Regions from separate parts of the Mus musculus genome. Here all the other regions are linked to region 1. A link is a contact called in public ChIA-PET, Hi-C and capture Hi-C data. All regions are on one chromosome and are shown on one strand. The core of a region is the stretch at or near the end of the contact, and the rest is flanking DNA. Distances in the headings are between cores, read along the strand shown.

Region 1 (3,210 bases), core at 353-2,852:
TCTGTATGGTATGGAACAAAACATCAGTGCCCTATATCTGATGGCCTCCGGGAGGTAAGGCAGAGCTCAGGAGCAAAAAGAACACAGTTCCCAACACCTGATGGGTACGCATAGGACAGATCTGCACGTGAGTTCCAGGCGCAAGAGCAGCAGTGGCTTCCTATAAGAGGCCTGTGCCCCCTGCTTCCAGCACAGATACCTCCACCATGTGCCTGATCCAGTGGGGGGTGGGTGGGTGGGTTATGCTGTCAAAAACCAAACTTGACTTTATATAAACAGGAAGAGGCACAGGTGCCAGAGACGGAGTCAGCTTACATTGGAAGTCAGGCTGTGTAGAAGATTAGATTCTGGTCTGGACTAATAAATACCATTGCTTAATCTCTTGGAGTTTGACACTCAAAACCATCATGTGAATATTAATAGATAGCCATAAGAGTCTATACCCTCTGTGTCCTCTGGGCCTGACTCCTCTCTCTTCCCAGCCTTCCCCAAAATGAAAAGCCAGTAGCAAGCCAAACAGGTCTTTCCCCAAAGAAACCCTTTAAAGGAAGAGGGACAAGGACCTTCTGAAAAGGTGGCCTTTGAGTGGTCCTCTGGGTTCTTCTAAGTCCTTCCAGCATTTGAAAGAGTGGCAATGGACACCAGAAAGGAAGAAGTGGGGAGAACCTGGCGAAGAGTCGGGAGGGAGACCCTCGTCCCCCATTGGAGCATTTCCTGCTGCCAGGGAAGCAAGCAAGTCAATAGTACTAGGCAAGAGCGGCAGACACCGCTACACCTGCAAACTCCCTGGAGCCCCCACACTCAAGGCAGTAGACACCCCAGCCCCCACCCCACCAGCATGCCTTAACTCCGGTCTCAGGAGGATTTCCCTGCTGCAGCTCCAACACCTAGCTCCAAAAGGCATCAAAGAAAGCAAGAAACTCACTGCCCGGGTGGCAGGGGTTGGGGAAAATGCACAAGGTTCCCAGGGAACATAGTCTTAAAGCTAAGGGTCCGGAGGAAGACCGGCATCCCAATCATTTGGTGCCACCTTGTCTAAGGCACTTCTCTTCACCTCCTTCAGGATGGGGTGGGGTTAAGAAAGAGGCGAGAGAGAGAAATGACAAAGCTGGGGCTATCTTACCCAAAAGCCCAGTGCCCAGCCATCTCGCCTGAGTATTGCCTCGGTTCCCAGCCCGGGACATGGTCCTGTTCTCTCTGGAGCGCTCCGGGGGCTTGGGATGGAATAGTGGGGACAGCCGGGCTCTCCACCCGAGGTCGTCTGTGGGCCCCGCAGCTGCCAGGGGAGCTCCGAGCCGCGGGTCGGGGCTCCGGAAAGTTAGCCGCGAGAGAGCGAGACGAGGGGGAGACCAAGGAGGGGGAGGCGCGCCCGCCGCCTCTTGGAGCCGGCTGCAGGAGCCGGGGCTGGAAGGGGGAGGAGGAGCCGGAGCTGAAGGGAGGACGCCGGGGCGAGCGGCACTGCGATGCGCCTCTGCTCTGGAAGCGCTCCAGCCGCAGGAGGGGCGGCGTCCCCGTCGGTTTCGCACAGTGCCCGTTGCGCCGTGTATCACGGCCGTAGGGTCCAGCCTGGGCAGCCCTCTTCCTCTCCAGCGGGACGGGAATGCTGCGGCTTGGCACTGCAGGGCCAGCCCGCAGACGCCCGCATCATCCCAAGCGCCGAGCTGCCAATTAGGAGAAGAGTTCACGGGGGAGTAGAGGTGGAGCTTTTAGGTTTGTTGGAAGGCTGTTTTTGTTCCGCTCAGAGAACACGAGTAAGGGCAGCGGCTGCCTCTCCGGGGACCGCCGGGAGGACATCCGCAGCGGGCGCTGCCGCAGCCGGTGGGCGTGTGCCGGCTTGCCCGCTGCGGACGACCGGTACAGCCCTGAACCAACACGCGTCGCCTCCAGCCGCGCCGCTCATTCGCTCTGCGGATGGCTTTTAGGCTGTGGCAAACCTAGTTTCCCCTGCAAAGTCTCCTGCACGCCGCCCACCAACCCATTTCTGCACAGACTCTTTGCTTCTTAGAGGGTTGGCAGGCAGTCACTTGGAGACAGCGTGCTTTGCCCCCAGCGCGGGGAGGCGGGGGTGGGGAGGCAACCGTAAACACCAAGAAGGTCCCCCCTCAAGACCTCTAGTCAACTACTCAAGCTACCCTCCAGGACAAATCCTCCTCACTGTCCGGAGACCAGTTAAACCTTGGAAATACACCCTCCACCTCGCCACACCCTCCACCCATCTTCCAACCCGGAGTTCCTGAAAGGCTTCAGCGCCATAAGAGACCATTGAGGTTGTATACAGAATGTTAACTGTCTGCGGGGAGAACCTTGTTTTCTTTTGCTTCGTTGGTTGTCATGGTAGTTGAACAGCTCTGATGCCCTGTGTTTGCTGCTGGAGAACTCTGAACAAAGCACACAACTTTTCTGGAGAATTCTGCTGTCTGCTGGATGGTGACCCCATGATATTTACCTCCTGATGCAAAATAGCATCATCCTCAATGCTAGGCAACAGGGAGGGCAGCCCTGGGCTCCTAGTTTTAGGGGACCTCATGCTAGCCCATGAGTCCAGGGAACACACCTCCTCTGAGTTCTAAAGGGTTCTGGGGATCCAAGAATCTAGTGTTTCCCCTAGGGGTTGCTGAGTTGGACTCCTCTTGGATAAGTTTGATAAGCAGGTGGGTGGTTCCTGAGTGGAACCCCAGTCGCTGCAGGACCAGTCACAAAAGCAAGATGACTGGGGAAGAGTCTGAAAAGAAATCCCATCTTCTAGGCCACCATGGAAAAGCAGTCAGAGGCCGAGGATGGGAGATAAACTTTACTTAATGATCCTGAGTTGCTGTTCCTGCTGTCATTGCTGTAGTGGTGGTGGTTTTGAGACAGGAGTTCTCTGTGTAGCCCTGTAGGCCAAACTGTCCTGGAACTCAGAGATCGCCCTGCCTCTTCTTCCCCTTCCTGAGTGCTGGGATGAAAGGTGTTCTCCACCACGCCTCTATCCTGATTTATTACCTACATTGAGACTTGTGTGCCTTTTTGCACCTGTATCTTGCACCAGGCCTTTCCAACATTAGAAATAGAACTGGATGTAAAGACTCAGAGAGATAAAGACGTGTTAGCACGCTTGGCAGAGCCCTGGGCACACAGGCTGAACACACAACACATCTGAGTTCAAAGAAGCCTGGGGCCCCAGAGGGGAAGCTACGTCCAGGAGAGGTTTTGACCTTTGGGAGGGCCTGC
Region 2 (3,210 bases), core at 254-2,753, 180 kb before region 1:
GGAAATCTTGCCTTGAAAAAAAAAAAAAAGGAAAGAAAGAAGACAAAAAAATGTGCTGTAGACAAGATTAGGGGGCAGCTATAGGCTCCCTCCTTTGCCTCTACTCACTATCTATGGGTTTCACCTATACCCTTAAATAATGGGATGGCTCAGCTCTCTCATTACAAGAGAAGCTTGGACCTTCCATAGTGATCCCAGGACCTACCAGAACTTTGACACTTAATTCACACTTTTGCCCATGTCCTGTCCTTCCAACCTGCTTCCACATTGGTCCCTAACTCTAGGAAGATGAGTTTCCCAGATGAACATGCTTCTCTAACCCCACTCCAGGAGAGAGGCCAGGTCTCTGCCCATCTCTAACTTGAACAGATAGAACTTGATAGATAGCTCAGTCCCCATCTTTGGGTCTGGGGACTAGCAAGTTTTCACGGAAGATAGCCATGGCTGTGTGTGTGGCGCCCCATGCTTCCTACAGAATGCTACCCCCACCCCATGCTCCCTGTTCTGCTTCCTGTGGGGACATGAGCCAAAAGGACCAGAGCAGAGAGCAAAGGAGAAGAGCAGAGAGGGGTCTGGAATAATAGGAGAGATAACAGTGCCTTCGGAAACATACCCGGGTTCAGAGTGGACCACAAGCCAGGCACAGTCTAGAACATATGGTGAGCTGGATTTCTTCAAACCCAGGGCTTGTTGGACTTTCTAGAGTCTCAGAGTCCACTCTATCAATAGAGAACAGAAAAATATGGAAAAGAGCAGAAAACAGGACCTAGGAGAAGTTAAGCAAAAAGAGGGGCGCATTAAATAAGGCTTTGTGGATACCTAATGTGTGTACAAGACCCTTTTCTACACAGGACAACCCCATTGCTCTCTATCACCTCTAAAAGCAGCAGAAGAAGCTTAAGATATAGCAGAAGACACTGTGGTTAGACATAAGGAAGCACTTCCCATGTACTTTACGTCCCCTAGTAAGTAACCAATGAAAAAATTTAAATGTACATTTAAAAAGAAGACTCGCATGCTTCCGGGAAGGGTTAGGAGTCTAGCTAGGAGGTAATCCTTGAAGATGAGTTAAAATACCTTTGGGTTCTCAAACCAGCAAAAATGAATCTAGATTAAATCCAATCCTCAAACAGCAACGCCAGATTACCAAGTAACTCCAGAGCTGTTCTTGCCAGGGCACACACAGGCCACAGCCCTGTCCAGGCCTTGGCCACACAGCCCAGGGGTGCCTAATAACCAGACTCCATATTTTATTGGTTTCTCCTCCTCGGAGTTCCTTCTAGGGACTAAGATGAAGCAGTTGAAATCACTGGATCCCAGGCAGCTTCCAGCCAGCAGAGACATTCTGTCTTCCCTACACTCGGGGCAGGTCTTGGCAGCACCCTGCCTGACTCCAGCCTGTCCCTTCTCATGCCTGGGAAAGCCCAGGAGACCGCGGCGCACTCACCCGGTGGCTGCCTCTGTCCATGGTGTAAGAGAATGCTTCTTCCAGGCTCAGCTGATGTCGAGGGTAAGATCCATGTTGGCCCCCAGTCCCCCAGCGTGTGGGGAAAAGGAGGCTGAGGGCCGAGGGCCGGCCCTCAGCAGATGGGGCGGGGAAGTCGGTGGGACGTGTGAGGTAACTCAGGTATAAACAACCCAGAACTCGCCAGACCTGTCCTTCAGCCCCATCCCAGTTACTCAGCTAATACCTGGGCTCTTGAAACTGCCACCACATGAGCTTCTGTGTGTGGGGTCCCCTTCACCGCCCCTCCCAGAGGGTTCCAGACAGGATCTGAGATTATGGGAAGCCCTTCGAATGTGGTCACCTGAGCCTTCCAGGAAGACCCTGCCCTCAAAGTGTGCTCATTTCTAACTGTGTCCAAATCCCAAATCTGGACATGAGATGGACTTTTTTTTTTCCTGAAAAAAGTTTTTTATGAAAACTCTTAACAACGACAAGAGAAATCAGATGGTTTTAAATGGTGCACATAATGAATTACCTCCATTGGCAGCAATAAAATATTATGAATTATATCAAAATCAATTACTATAAAACATGTATGTATTTGAGTGGAAACCGGTCTGGGGAATATATTAGGCTGACTCATGACCTCCTACCCTGTGCTCCATCCTGATCATTAGAGGCAAAAGAAACAGAGGAAGAGACACGTGTCCTAAAGCAAAGTCGCTGCGCTCAGAAGTGTGGAAGCAGAAGAGTTAGGTGGACTTGGGAATGCTCCCTTTGTGATAAAGCCCCAGGGTGGCTGCAACTTCGCTGAGATCCGTGGATTCTGCGATTGGGTCTGTGTTCCCCCATGCATGAATCTGTACCCAGATAAAATTCTCTTTGCTTTTATTTTTGCCTCTTTTGTGAATTCTTGGTTTACGTGCAATCCTAGAAGCTGGACAGACCTAGACCCCTGGAGCTGCGGTGCCAGCACTGATGGGGCTGGGAGTGGGGTGTGTGTGTGGGGGGGGTGGGAGCTGGGACACTGACCACACTCAGCAAACCAGTGAGGCAGTTCTGGCATCAGACAGTGGGAGGGAGGGGGGCAAAGCCGGAGGAGATGGCGAGGCTGAGAATGCCCTGACAATTAGGAGCAGTGGCCATGGTCAACTACTAGGGTGGAGTCTGAGGCTGCCTCTTGACCTTTTAGATAAACAGATATGAAAACTGTTCTAGTTTAGGGTGTTCAGGGAAGTCTAAAACACAGAGGCTCATGGGAAAACTCCTGGAAGACCCAGGCAGAGAGCCAAGGAGTCTCTGACTTGGCTGCATTACTTCACTGGCTGCTCTTCAAGACATCAGAACTTGGCCCTCGCTCTCTTCCTCTCGCTGTCCACACTCTGGTCATCCAGGTCTGGGCACAGGCTGGCCACATTGTGTGCTGGGTCCTCCTCTTCCCCTCTCCTAAGGAGGTCCCCTCTGGGCACCAATGAGCTACAAGGCTATGCTTCATCCTTGGCACCCAGAGGCCGGTCCTGGAGGGCTCCATCAGTCTTCCAGGCAGGTCAGATGTCTTTTCCAATCCAAGTCCCCAGAGCCTCTTGGAAGAGCTCAGATAGGGGGTTCTGGGCAAGTCAGAGGGAGCAACTGAAGGCAAGATCGATTTGGAAGCCTACGAGTGTGCTGTCTGGGAATTGGTGATGACACATAGCACCAAGAAGTCAGCTCTGGAGCAATGTCAGCTTTTCCTTGGTCTTCTGTCCCAGAATTCTTGCTAAGCA
Region 3 (3,210 bases), core at 181-2,680, 160 kb before region 1:
GTATCCGGGTATTTTTGGTAACCACCTCCTCCTTCCCCCTCTGGCCCTGGTCAGCTATCAGCATGCACATTCACACCGCCTACCCTCGCCTTGAACTGGAAAGTACACAATGGGGTACAGTGGCATGGCCCCTGTTAGCATTCCTTCTAGGCTCCGCCCAACAGTTACCTAGCAACAGCCAGGTAGGCCTGGCTTGTTCTTAAAGACTTTGTTTGGTCGCTCCTTGCTCACTCTGCCCCCACCCCTGACTCTCTTCTCTCGCTGACCCCTTTCTCCTTCTCCCTCTACCCCCTGTCTTTCTCTGTCTCTACTCCCTTCCCAACCCCCCTTCCCACGCATAAATAAACTCTGTCCACACTATACCTGTCCTATGGCTGGTACCTCAGAGAGAAGGGATGTCACAGCACAGGCCCACCAAGGCCCCCTCCCACTGTACCATACTTGGTTCTATCAAACATATCCTGGCTCTCTTTTATAAAGCACAACAGCTACTGTGTAGACAGAGGTGCAGACTCAGTGTTGCACAGATGGCAGGTATCTTGGACGTCTCAATACTGATTTTTAGGCCTTGCATTCCTCTATTACGAGACTGCAGCCCAGTAGGATATAATGATGGAGTCGTAGTCCAGTAGGACCCAAACTGCTCTGTTAGCAATGGGGGTGGTAAAGGCCTTGCTATGGGGATTCTCTGTACCACTTCCTGCCTAAGATATGATGCTGGGAGTAGAGCTGCTGAGTACCCTCACAGCCAGCCCAGGCACCTCCCCTCCCTGCTCCAGTGACCTTTGTCATCGTTAATATCTATGATGTGTAGGACTTGCTAGGCAAGTAACTACCTCATTGGCGATGGCCTATGGTTTCTTCTTCCTCCACCTCCTCCTCCTCTTCTTCCTCTTCCTCCTCCATCCTCTGCTTCTTCCTCCTCCCCCTTTATTATCACCACCATCATCATCAGATCTTTACCAAACAGGCCAGTGGTCCAGATATTATGCTGAGTGTTGGGGAGGGATGTTCATGAGATAAAAGTGATTAATGAGATATGACCAGCACATGCTACATTCCACAGTCAGGGAGATAAGATATGGACTCAGTCTGTAGGGCAGTGTGTCATAAATGCCAGGCACAGGGTGAAGTTGACTAGTGATGCCTGGTTTCAGAGGAGAGAGAGCATGCGCTAGAACTGTGAGCGAGGCTGGGCTGGGCTGGCTTAGAGTGTTTTCCACTCTGTCATCCATTTACTTCACGTTGTTCCGTGCAGGGATCAGTCAGATGCTCTCACGACATTGCCCAGATACAAAAGAACCCGGACTGGACTGATGATGAGTGAAGAGTGGGTACTCCGTGAATGAAATGAGAAGCCCACTTCCTCTGCACCCAGTGCCTGATGTAACGTCGTGCAGCCTGGGTCGCAAGCGGAAGAACCCCACCTGCTGAAGTCATCCCTGCTGAGTCATTTCCGGGGAAGTGACTTGGAGAATCTGCACGCTCGCGTGAATGTCCTGCCTTCCAGTTTCTGTCTTCGGGCGCCACCTAGTGACAGCATTCGGAAAAGCTCTCTGCTCCTTCCACCTCCTGGCTACCCCCAGTACCGGTTTTCCTCAGTTGCCTCATACCCTGTAGCTCCCAGTACGAGACACCCCTCTTCCCAGTCCACTTCCTCTATAATTTTCTCACTTTGACCTTTTCCCTGAGCATCCTCTTGAAGAAACATCATCTTGTCATCTTCACGGACTTTTCGGAGTTCTCTAAGGGATCCTTTCTAAATTAATTCAGTGCTTTGCCAGTGAGGTGTTGGGGAAGCCGATGCCACTCTTCAGGTCCCTGAGACTTAATGCTTCCCAATGTTGCCTCTAGATCTGCATCCTCTTCATGTGTCCCCCTTTTCTGTACCACTTGGTATACCACACTAGACCAAATTAGAGTGTCCTGGTGGCACATATCTGTTTGGGTGTCCTGGGGTATGCAGATTGGCAAGAGCCATGCTCTCAGGAGATGTGACAGAGGGAGGCAGGTGAGGACTCACAAATTAACTAATGGATGTAACAATGAATGATCCAGAGGAAACAAAGTGGTTAGCTGAAAGTAGAAGAATCTATGTGGTGATGGGAATGGTAAGAAGGTTTCAGAGGAAGACAACAAAGAGGGGGCTGGAGAGATGGCTTAGTGCTCAAGAGCACTTGTTCTTACAGAAGACCCAGGTTCCATTCCCAGCAGCCATACGGTGGCCCACAACTGTTCATAACTCCAGTTCCAGGAGCTCTGGCACCCTCTTGTGGCCTCTGTGGGCATTACGCCCACTAGACATACATGCAGGCCAGGCACTCATACACTTAGAAAAACAAACCAATGAGAACAGTGAGGACGGAGGGGGAAGAAGTGAACAGTGAGTCCCTTTGGGGTTGATGCGCTACCATGAGACCCTTGGGGCAAGGTGGTCAACATGACTTTAAAGGTAGCAATGTCCTTGTGTATGCTGGAGTGTAGGTCCCCGAGACAGGCACGCTGGCTTCTCCTTGGACCTTCGTTTTCAGTGGATTGATTACATACATAAGGGAGTTTTTACTCTTTCACTTGGCTTCTCTGTTGGTTTGGGTGGGAATCAAAGAGAGAACTGAGAGTGGCACCCAGAGACCGGAGCAGAGAGCAGCTGTTTGAAAACAGAAGTGCAGAGTGAACTCACACAGGGCTCCCTTGGAAGTCCCTCCGGAGAAGACTCAGATGACATCACCTCCGGGGCCGAGCTGAGCTCATCTCCTGGGACTCTCAAAGAGCAGGGACTGCTACCAAAAGATGGGGGGGGGTCACAGTCCTGTCACAGTCTCTACCCCAAGAAGACAATAGATAAATAGATCTACCCAACCAGACCAATAGAGAGAACCAGAAAGGAGATTTGCTCATTGTGGTCACATTGGGAAGAGGCAGATCCAGTGACCACTTCAAGTCCATCTCAGAACCCTAAAGTGAAATTGAAATTTAAACAGAGGGCTAGGAACTTGCATATCTAAGCAGTCCTGGTCAGAACGCCCACTGATCCATTATTGTCTGGGCTTCATTCCGTTTCATGAGGTGATCTGAGAAGCTGTGAGTGTCTTTCTGGGAAACAAGTACTCTCTCACTCCCAGCCAGTTTGATAGTCAGGTCAGGAGATACCTAGTTCTTCCAGGCCTGTTACTGGAGAATGGCTGATTTCTTGGATTAACCTTCAGTGCA
Region 4 (3,210 bases), core at 509-3,008, 160 kb after region 1:
AAGTAAAACCCAATCTCCTTGAACAGAAAACTTTAAGATGAACCGGGTTTATCTTAATATATTTATATTATATTAATACAAGGATATTTTAAAGTAGATTTTAAGCATGAGTGTTAAGAAAGACACTCCAGGATGGCTTCCCAGAAAGAGATGCACCATCTATCTACTTTACAACAGCTGAATACACTGCTTGGGTGGGTCTTGAAGTTCTTGTCCCCAGAGTTGTTAAGAAACCTAAATGAGTTCACAGAATAGTATGGGCATCAAACAGAATTACAATGGATGGAACAAATGTTTAGAGTTGGGTATGCCAGATGCAGGAGCTCTTCACAGCAAACAAAGAAAGTAGTCGTATTTATGAGGCTCTTAGAGAATGTTCTAGAGAGGAATGAGGCCCTGCCCAAGGTCATACACAGTCCAGCCTTAAGCCTGACTTGTTGCTATTTTAAATAGCAGCATAGTAAAATACCCGTATCAGAAAAGAGCAGCTTGTAGACAACTTATACAGAGAACATTAATTGTGCTGAAATTCTCAAACCCTAGCTAGTTTCTGGGTTGAGCGGTTCCTGTCCCTCCTGTGCCCCTATAATTTTTACTGTCTTTGCCATGCTTGCTTAAGGAGAAAGGGCCACCAATATGTATCAAATCTGCTCCTGAGGCTCTAAGTACATCAAGTCTGGTGGGAGAGGTGAAAGGCTGTGGGCACAGTGAGCCTTCCCAGCCCAGAGGGCACTGCCATGCCTTATGTCTACAGCCAGCCTTCCCTGGAGTCTGTGTGTCTCTGAGCTTCATTACTTAGTTACTGATCTGAACAAAAGAGCACCCTCCAGAAAACTCCAAAATGGCTGCCCCTGCCTCTGAAGCAGGAACATATATGAGCATGCTGGAGAAGAGAGGTGTATGTAATTCTTCTCCTCTTAAAGTCCCGTCTTCTTTGGAGTTACGTCCAGTAGAAATCTCTGGTGGCCAGGACAGCTCTTAGAGTAACCATTTGACCCAGTTTTCCTGGGACGGCTGAGCTCTGAGATGTGAGCTTCGCAGTGTTATTTTGGAGTTTGTTTGGTTTGGGTTTTTTGCACTCCTTGAGTCCTACCCCCGTGTTATCTACCCAGCCTGCTTTTCTGTTTTAAAAGCAAACAAACTGAGAAAGAGTTGGCACTTAGGACTTACAGACTTTAATATAACATACCCTCTGCCTGTCCTTCCCATTCAGCTAAAGCTAACTTTTCTCTTAAAGATCGCTTCTAAATTCTGAGCCGAGCCGTGGCTCCGGGTGGTCACATGACCAAGAATCCTACTCCAAGAGGCCATTTGCCTTAGACGATGCAATGGGTATAACTTCATTACTAGTTTTAGGCCTAGGGACATACAATATGGAACCATTTCCTACAAATGTCTGGTCCAAGGAGTTTGGGGACACCATCACGACCAATGTGAGCCTTGACTAGAGCAGGTCAAAGCCGAATGCTTGTTTCCTATGCCCTAGCCTTGCCCTTTTATCTTCCCCAGCTTGGTAAACGAGATGCACTATCCAGTGGACTTCTCCCAGTGACAATGCCCCTCACGGGTCCATCCTCCACACAGCTGAAGAGGCCTCCCTTACCTTGGGGGAGAACAGCAATCAGTATCAGACTAGCCAGAATCCCGCTGTGTTCCATCTTCCAGAGGGAATCATGCAACAAATAGAGGCAAGCCACAGGATGATCAGCCAGGGTTAGCACTATCCTCCGCCAACAGACTCATGGGTATTCAGAAAAAGGAAGAGTGGGGGAGGAACTAGAAGAAATCTGCCTCTCTACCTTCTGCCTTTGATGGTGTAAGACTGTCAAAGCAACAGTGGGCTAGGTGTGGGGTAAAACACAAACAGGTGCAAACTGCTCTTTCTGAAGCAAAGATTTTGGGATGATTGATACAAAGCAGAGACTATGAGGAAAGTTTGTTCAGAATTCTAGGAAGTGTAAGGGAATTTAGAATAGCCTTTCCTGGTAACAAAAAACAAATAGCAATAGTCACTGGTAACAAACAAAGAAGATTTTGGGCTTCCTATGAACAATACAACTACATTTACTCACAAACAAGGAAGTGCCACCTCTTTAGATCCACTGAGAGAAACTATTACACAAGCCACATTAGCAGATCCTCTTGTTTCTGATCAGTCTCAGGACCCTTCACAGGACACTCTGGGACACCACATCAAGCTGCTTCTAGCCAGTGGGAAGATGGACTTGAGAAGCCCTCATCCAGACATCGGAATCCTAGGTCCAGCACATAGTACCCATGCATGGAGTGTCTCAGAGCTTGTCTCCCTCAGCATCACTCTAAGGATTGGGGGAGGAGTGTTTGCATCATGCCAGCCACATTAAGCCATCTCAGTATGAGAGTCTTCTTAACAATATAATCAATCCACTCATTTGTAGAATCGATCCTCCCCAGGAGACAATAGACTTTTCTACCATGTGCTGTGGGGATCTAACTTTCCACACTGCTATAATCAGAAGGTCATCTGTCTGGGGACAAAATTATCCTTTGTGCCTGGAATCACATAGGAATTCTGTGAATTTCTGTTATGCATTGACTGGCTAAAGGAGACAATAGCCTGAGACCCTGGAACTAGCCCAGGGTCATACACCAAGAAATAAGCTAGTTGTCCCGTTGGGATGTTCTCTTCTAGGTGGGTACCACTTAGATGTTCTCAAAAGAACAGTGTCAAAAATCTCTTAAGGAAGGTCTACTCTAAGATGCTTTTCCATTCAGAACTCCAGTCTCATACATGGAAAAGTTCTGCCTAAACCCATGAGTTCTGGGATCAAGTGACAAACAAGTCCAGACCTAGCCAGAAGAACAGGCAGGAACATTCATCACTGTCATCGAGAAAAAGGCTCAGTGGAGTCTTCAACCTATTGCGCATAGAGGTTCTAGTGGTAAAGGGGTTTCCAAGTGGGAATCTAGAACCTCATCCCCTGCCACCTGCTATCCTGCAAGCCTTAACAACAACAAAAGAGAAAACGAGATAAGTCAGAGCATCAACACCCCTGCTGGGGCCCCTGCTGCCCACACTCTACAGGAGAGGGCGGAGACACCTGGTATTGCCTCTACTCAGAGTCCCAGCTCAATGCATGCTGGGTGGAGCCAGGCCAGCTGCTGCACAGGCTGTCTGGGTGGCTGGGTGGCTGGGTGGCTAAGGGACTCTCAATACTTCTACTGGAGAAG

The links. A called contact is a pair of places that touch in the nucleus more often than the background predicts. ChIA-PET counts read pairs in DNA pulled down with a chosen protein or histone mark. Capture Hi-C pulls out chosen DNA fragments and counts their contacts.
Region 2: a capture Hi-C map of macrophages shows a contact between it and region 1, with 3 times the contacts expected there. The contact joins the promoter of Tmprss13 here to the promoter of Scn4b in region 1. A contact is called at or near these places in 2 of 39 promoter capture datasets (the C10 cell line and the HPC-7 cell line), 3 of 15 datasets of contacts at CTCF or cohesin (large pre-B cells, pro-B cells and thymocytes), 6 of 484 Hi-C or Micro-C datasets (B cells, CD8 T cells, bone marrow-derived dendritic cells and 3 more), 3 of 115 datasets of contacts at active chromatin or transcription factors (bone marrow-derived macrophages, embryonic stem cells and large pre-B cells) and 2 of 9 other capture datasets (liver and macrophages).
Region 3: a contact with region 1 is called in a Hi-C map of the P5424 cell line, with 2.5 times the contacts expected there. The contact joins the enhancer-like site here to the promoter of Scn4b in region 1. A contact is called at or near these places in 3 of 15 datasets of contacts at CTCF or cohesin (large pre-B cells, pro-B cells and thymocytes), 8 of 484 Hi-C or Micro-C datasets (B cells, the P5424 cell line, Th1 cells and 5 more), 6 of 115 datasets of contacts at active chromatin or transcription factors (bone marrow-derived dendritic cells, double positive thymocytes, effector CD8 T cells and 3 more) and 1 of 9 other capture datasets (liver).
Region 4: a contact with region 1 is called in an RNA polymerase II ChIA-PET map of effector CD8 T cells, with 289 read pairs. The contact joins the promoter of Cd3d here to the promoter of Scn4b in region 1. A contact is called at or near these places in 18 of 39 promoter capture datasets (the C10 cell line, Sertoli cells, cranial neural crest and 10 more), 1 of 15 datasets of contacts at CTCF or cohesin (large pre-B cells), 28 of 484 Hi-C or Micro-C datasets (the AML12 cell line, the C10 cell line, the C2C12 cell line and 20 more), 21 of 115 datasets of contacts at active chromatin or transcription factors (CD8 T cells, DN3 thymocytes, the SCID.adh cell line and 17 more) and 5 of 9 other capture datasets (adipose tissue, embryonic stem cells, liver and 2 more).

What each region holds. Positions count from the first base shown.
Region 1 is chr9:45,137,016-45,140,225 of GRCm38.p6, reverse strand. It overlaps Scn4b (sodium channel, type IV, beta), which reads right to left and starts at 1,602. Exons shown (of 5, transcript NM_001013390.3): 1 at 1,124-1,602. The coding sequence starts at 1,184.
Region 2 is chr9:45,317,393-45,320,602 of GRCm38.p6, reverse strand. Tmprss13 (transmembrane protease, serine 13) reads right to left here and starts at 1,503. Exons shown (of 13, transcript NM_001013373.2): 1 at 1,448-1,503. The coding sequence starts at 1,468. It overlaps Lncbate3 (brown adipose tissue enriched long noncoding RNA 3), which reads left to right. Exons shown (of 4, transcript NR_040720.1): 3 at 1,284-1,510; 4 at 2,125-2,337.
Region 3 is chr9:45,298,876-45,302,085 of GRCm38.p6, reverse strand. No RefSeq gene overlaps it. Among named protein-coding and RNA genes, the nearest start is that of Tmprss13, 19 kb to the left of the region's middle. Within about 2 kb of position 1,430, at least 318 of the 459 cell types and tissues checked have an H3K27ac peak or open chromatin away from gene starts, as enhancers often do. A contact at or near this core is called in B cells, the P5424 cell line, Th1 cells and 6 more, where this site is marked.
Region 4 is chr9:44,980,334-44,983,543 of GRCm38.p6, reverse strand. Cd3d (CD3 antigen, delta polypeptide) reads right to left here and starts at 1,758. Exons shown (of 5, transcript NM_013487.3): 1 at 1,604-1,758. The coding sequence starts at 1,658. It overlaps Cd3g (CD3 antigen, gamma polypeptide), which reads left to right and starts at 3,113. Exons shown (of 7, transcript NM_009850.2): 1 at 3,113-3,210.